Regions from separate parts of the Canis lupus genome. Here region 1 is linked to region 2. Evidence: chromatin contacts called from public Hi-C data. All regions are on one chromosome and are shown on one strand. Each heading gives the region's core, a stretch centred on a gene start, on an enhancer-like site or on the middle of the called end of the contact. The rest is flanking DNA. Distances are from core to core; before and after follow the strand shown.

Region 1 (2,700 bases), core at 179-2,678, 86 kb after region 2:
AAGTTTTTTTTTTTTAAAAGGAAAAGGTAACTTAAATATGTACACCAACATTTCAGTACTGTCTTTTAATTCTAACAGTTACTTCAAATCTCATCCCCTCCACTCAGCTAATAGAACTAGGTTTGTAAAAAAAAAAAAAAAAAAATTTAAAAAAATTAAAAAAAAAAATCAAATCATGATGACGATTACATTCCTCGATTGAAAAATGAAAGCAAAGTTCAATCAGATCCTCCACGAAATGTTTGCTCCCCTCACATCCCTTAACGTGTCCCCACTGCTTGCTCTTCCAAAGTCTGGTTTTCGGAAGCCCACTACTAATTTCTAACCAAGACTGCAGCACCCACTGTAACGCACTTGGCTTCATGAGCTTTCCTACGTTCCCGGGTCACACACACAGAATATCTGATGAAAGAGACTGATCATCCTCCTTCTCCCCTCAGCTCCTCTAACTTTCCTGTCAGGAGCCTGAAAAAATATGCACAGTTACTGTTGCTGAGGGGAGACAAAGTTTAACTTCTGGGTTGGCAATCGGAGAATAATTCATGAGCAGATTTCTAGCAAATGATATGATTTGCTAAATTTTGGTCTTTGATTTATATTTATGTACTCCTGCTACTGTTAAGGTTTTGCCAACCTCAATTAGATCATGAATGAGATCATTTTAATTCAGCCCCCAAACTGTGACCTGACCATGGTCTGAAAGTGTTCAAAAAGTAATTTTAAGCCTCCCTTTGATTTGAAAAGGAATACTGCATGCTTGGTCGTTCATACAAATAACATAAAACTTAATTATTGGATGATTTGGCAGAGGACCTTCTTGCCAAACAACAGTCAATGCCAGCTACTGTGATGCTGGCGATGCCCGGGCCCCCGAGCACACAGCCCCCTGTATCCAGCATTTGTTCATTGTGTCTCAGGGCAAGATGCTTTCAAATGGGATTCATGGATCTGGGAGGCAGGGTGCAACTGGAAGGGTGTACCATATTTATAACTCCAGTTAAAAAATGCTGTCTCACCTAGAAGGGAAGTAGATCTGCGCTGTCAAATCACCAGGAGGCTGTGACAAAGGGAGCTTGCAGCCTGACACACGGTGTAACAACATAGCAAACACCTTTAATCCTGTCATGTCTCATACCCTTTACTTTCTCACACATTTGTGGCTGCTTGAACGTTGACACCTACACTCTTTTTCGAAACTAAATAAGGCAATCTTATTTAAGCCCAAATGCAACACCTGTAAAGTTATTCTTGTGCCCGGCAAAAAATAACCATTAACTCCTTCCTCTTATAAATGCCTCTCTGCTGGCTTTGGCAAGTCTCAAGTTGGTAACAGTCGGCCTGAGGCCCTGACTCTGAGGTTCACATGACCTTCCAAGCTCCGAGAAAGATAGGCAACACTTCCCCCTTGAAAAGATGCGAGGGCTGTGATAATGTCACTGTCCCAACTGGCCTCTCACAGCTTTTTTGAGCCGAAGCCCCCCCTTTCTTCATCACAAACTTCTGGTGTCTTTTATAGTAAGGAGAGAGGCCCCAGCTGCTTTATTCCCTCTAGCTACCATCGTCTAATATTTTAAAAGCTGGAAATGAAAATAGCTTTTCTAAAGATATTTCCTGGAATTTTTAATGTGCTGCCTTGATTCCCTTTTTTTTTCCTCCTTGCCAATTATAAACCACCATTTGGAGGGCTTATGAGCAATGTAAGTCCACCTCATCTAATTAAACCACATTGTTTTAAAAGCTTGAACAGTTTTCATGTCTACACGACTTGTCTGAATAATAAACTGCTGGAACCAGAATCCTGAGTGTCTTTGGAGAGCCGGGATTTTATCTGCTGAGTGCAAAGGGCCAGGCACTCAAAGAGTTAAAGAGTGTTCCCGCATTGCTGGGTAGGTTAATATCACAGCTGCCTGGTAAAGCATTATCCCGGTACCTCACTTAACAAAAGCCTCCTTTTGCAAACAGACTCCCACTTTCCCCCCAAGTGTCCAAAGGTGTTTACTGAAGTAAATCTGCCTAAATCCTTCATTGCTTGGGTCATGGGGGTGGATAGGAGGGGTGGAAGGTGTAGGGATAATCTCTTTTTGTAAATTCTGCAAATCTTCTGGGAAAAGGAGGAGGGGGGGGAAAGAGAGAGAGAGAGAGAGAGAGAGAGAGAGAGAGAGAGAGAGAAAATCAGGAATCTGTGTCACATGCCCGTGTGCCACTTCTAACGTCTCCGCTAGTTCTGCTCTCACACGTGAAATCCGCACAAGGGCCATCGGACAAGCCCCGGGGTCCCCTACGACTCCGGGGCCGCGGGAGGCCGGTGCACCTCTCAAGTTGCGCGCGGGCCTGCAGCTCAGCCTCCTCGAGAGCTGGGGTCTAAGTAAGGGCGGTTTCGAGGAAGGGAGAAAAAGAGAGAAAAAAAAAAAAGGGACAAGACAGTTTAGGAGCAAGATAATGCAGCTGAAAAGTTGTCACGAGAGGCTTCTGCTCTTGCTGTGGTCTCACTCCGATGCCATGAACTGCGTGTCACTTCTGCACGTTGCAAATGGGGGCAAATAACACAGTCAGACCTGACAGGTCGGCCTGCGAGGGTTTAGGCAGCTCCCAGGAAGAAGGAGCCCTGGAGGCATAAACTTTCCCTCCGAGGAGATCGTGAATACCACCAACCCCTCCCTACAAATCTTGAAGCCTCCAGTTTGAGATACAAAAAGGCTG
Region 2 (2,700 bases), core at 183-2,682:
GTCGGATGGGTGAAATAGGTGATGCGGATTAAGAGTGTACTTATTTTGATGAGCCCTCAGTATTGTATAGAATTGTTGAATCACTATATTGTATGCCTAAAATACTAAATATAACCTTGTACATTAAAAAATAATTACAAGAAGTTTTTTTTAAATTAAAAAATAAGATTGAAGGGTAAAGTTAAAAAAAAATTAGGGCGCTCTTATAGCCAATATAGTAGCCTAAGACACAATCCACGCTCTCAGAGTTTGCAATCTAATTTGGAAAAGACAGCACATTAATTAACAACACACGACAGAATTTATGGCAAGGTTAGGTGTTTTGTTCAATAAGCATTCACCGGAAGAAGATAATCATTGTAAGTGGGGATGGCTAGAGAAGGTCAGCTGGTAGCTGGATCTTTTAGGACTTGGGGAGAGACAAAGAGATGGTCCATTAATGAGCAATTTCAACCAGAAAAGATGTCTTCTTTCAATTCCCCGTGTATTTAGCAATTGAAAAGATTCTGGGGGATAAGAAGCAGCAACTTGTGGTTGTAAAGAAATATGTATTTATTCTCTAAAAGGGCAGAGTGATAAACTGAGGGTCACCTGTCAATTCCTAATTACCAAGCCCAATGTATTTGTTCAGCATTCTTTCAACTGTAGTTATCTGAATCTTTTGATTGAATTGACCATTCTGTACTTTTTGAAACTTTCTTTCTTTGCCTTCTAGTTGTTTATTTTTTTTCTACCTTAATCTTTTCTCTTTCAATGAGTTTGGTTTTTCTCCCTACCCACCAGGAGCCCTGGCCTCAGCTTTTTACTTGTTTCAATAAATACACTCTCAATGGCTAATGCCATGGTCCTATGATGTTAAATACTATCGGAATATATTTGCATCAGTCTCAAATCTATGTCTCCAGCCCTGACTTCCTGTGTTTCATTTCCTCATTTCCAATGGGCCTTCTCATAGTCACATCCATATATAACTTTTATATGACAATACGTATCTAAAGGCTAGCTCAAGATCTTCTCAAAATTGGATCCGCCTTGTTATCTAGAAATAGCAAGTACTGCCATGTTCTAAACATGCAGACGTGTAATCCTGAAGCCATTTTGATTCCATCACCCAGAGATTCGACTGGTTGTTAAGAAATCATGTTGCTAATTTCATCACTGTCACCACCCTAGGACAAGCTTTTTGTCACTTCACACCTGAGTAACTACAATGACTTCCAGTTGGTCTCTCAAAGTCTGGTTTTCCCCCACAGAAATCACGGTAGTATAACATGACACAAACTCTTTGAGCTGGTGCTTTACATCCTCCATCAGCTGGCTTCAACTTAAATGTCCAGCTTCATTTCCCATGTATTCCCTCCTAGAACCCTCTGATTCAGGCGAATCCTTTACTCACCATCCTCTGAATAGATTTCACAATTTCCTTCATTGGCTCACACATTCCTCTGCTAGAAAGCTCTTCCTCGCTTCTCTATACTCATTGAAAATATACTTAGCTTATGTTTCACCTCTGTCATGGAGCTTTTTCTGAATACTCAACCCATAGCATCTCTCCCACTTTGGGGATGTGAAATAATTACAGTTCCTACCATTTGTTGCATATTTATCACGTATTTCTCTTATTGTTCTTTGTTAGTCTCATCTCCCAAACTAAATAATAACCATGTCTTAAATTTCCTGGCCCATCTTCCACCACAAGTGCACCAATGGTGTATACAGAAGACTCTCAGTGAATGCTTATTTATTTGTTGACTGACTACACATGAACAACTATAAGCAATAGTAAGTAGTATCAGAAAAAGAGACCTTAAAGCCACATGAAAGCACATTCAGAATTGATTTTTGAATCTTTTGAACAGAAATAAATTTTATTTAATATCATTTTAGACTTCAAGTGTATAAACCGCTAGCAAATTGTCACGTTGTGGGATAAATTACTTTTGTGACACTCTGAATGCCTAATAAAGTTAATAAGAATTATGATTTATTTATGCTTGAAGTTGAAATGTAACATTTATCTTAAAAAAAAAAACATGAAGCCATTTCTGATCCCATGAGTTGGGACATTATAGAAAGTATCTAATTTATGCTATTTCTTCATTATTATGCTTTTACATGTAATTATTTTGTCTTGTTTCTATATTATATGGTGCAACATAGACTAATAAACATGGACATAGTCTTAAGAAACGATTAGTGTGACTTATTTCTTTTTCAGGTGGGGAAACTAAGTTCCAAAGAGAATAACTGACATGCCCAAGGTCACAATCTAGTGATCCCCAGAGCTATACCTGAAAAGTAGGATTAATCTTTCCTAACTCTATACCTTTTCCCTAATCCCACATTGCGCAGTTTCATCTTTGTACCCTACACTGACATTTTCAAATGAAAGAAAAATTACAATTGTTCATTATTTCTCTTATTTTACACCCAACAAGGTGAATTAGTGCCTTGTAAGTTATTAATAAGGACTTTCTAAATAGAAGCACAGCATGAGCAGTTTATTATGATGTGTATCAACACAAGGGAGATCGGACTATCATCTGAATTATTCACATTTCTAAAACTTCATAACACTGTGACTTTTTTCTCATTGGTGGGTTGCATGGAAATAGCTATGCGATTTGTTTTGTTTTGTTTTGTTTTGTTTTGTTTTGTTTGGAGAGATAACCTGATATGGGGCACTAGGTTAACATCTGT

What was found. A called contact is a pair of places that touch in the nucleus more often than the background predicts.
Region 1: a contact with region 2 is called in a Hi-C map of blood, with 1.8 times the contacts expected there. The contact joins two enhancer-like sites. A contact is called at or near these places in 2 of 9 Hi-C or Micro-C datasets (amygdala and blood).

Annotation. Positions count from the first base shown.
Region 1 is chr19:48,188,458-48,191,157 of UU_Cfam_GSD_1.0, forward strand. All of the region lies in intron 2 of ZEB2 (zinc finger E-box-binding homeobox 2), which reads right to left. Among named protein-coding and RNA genes, the nearest start is that of ZEB2, 11 kb to the right of the region's middle. Within about 2 kb of position 1,429, at least 4 of the 20 cell types and tissues checked have an H3K27ac peak or open chromatin away from gene starts, as enhancers often do. A contact at or near this core is called in blood, where this site is marked.
Region 2 is chr19:48,102,514-48,105,213 of UU_Cfam_GSD_1.0, forward strand. The region is part of intron 4 of ZEB2 (zinc finger E-box-binding homeobox 2); the gene reads right to left. Among named protein-coding and RNA genes, the nearest start is that of GTDC1, 94 kb to the left of the region's middle. Within about 2 kb of position 1,433, at least 2 of the 20 cell types and tissues checked have an H3K27ac peak or open chromatin away from gene starts, as enhancers often do. A contact at or near this core is called in blood, where this site is marked.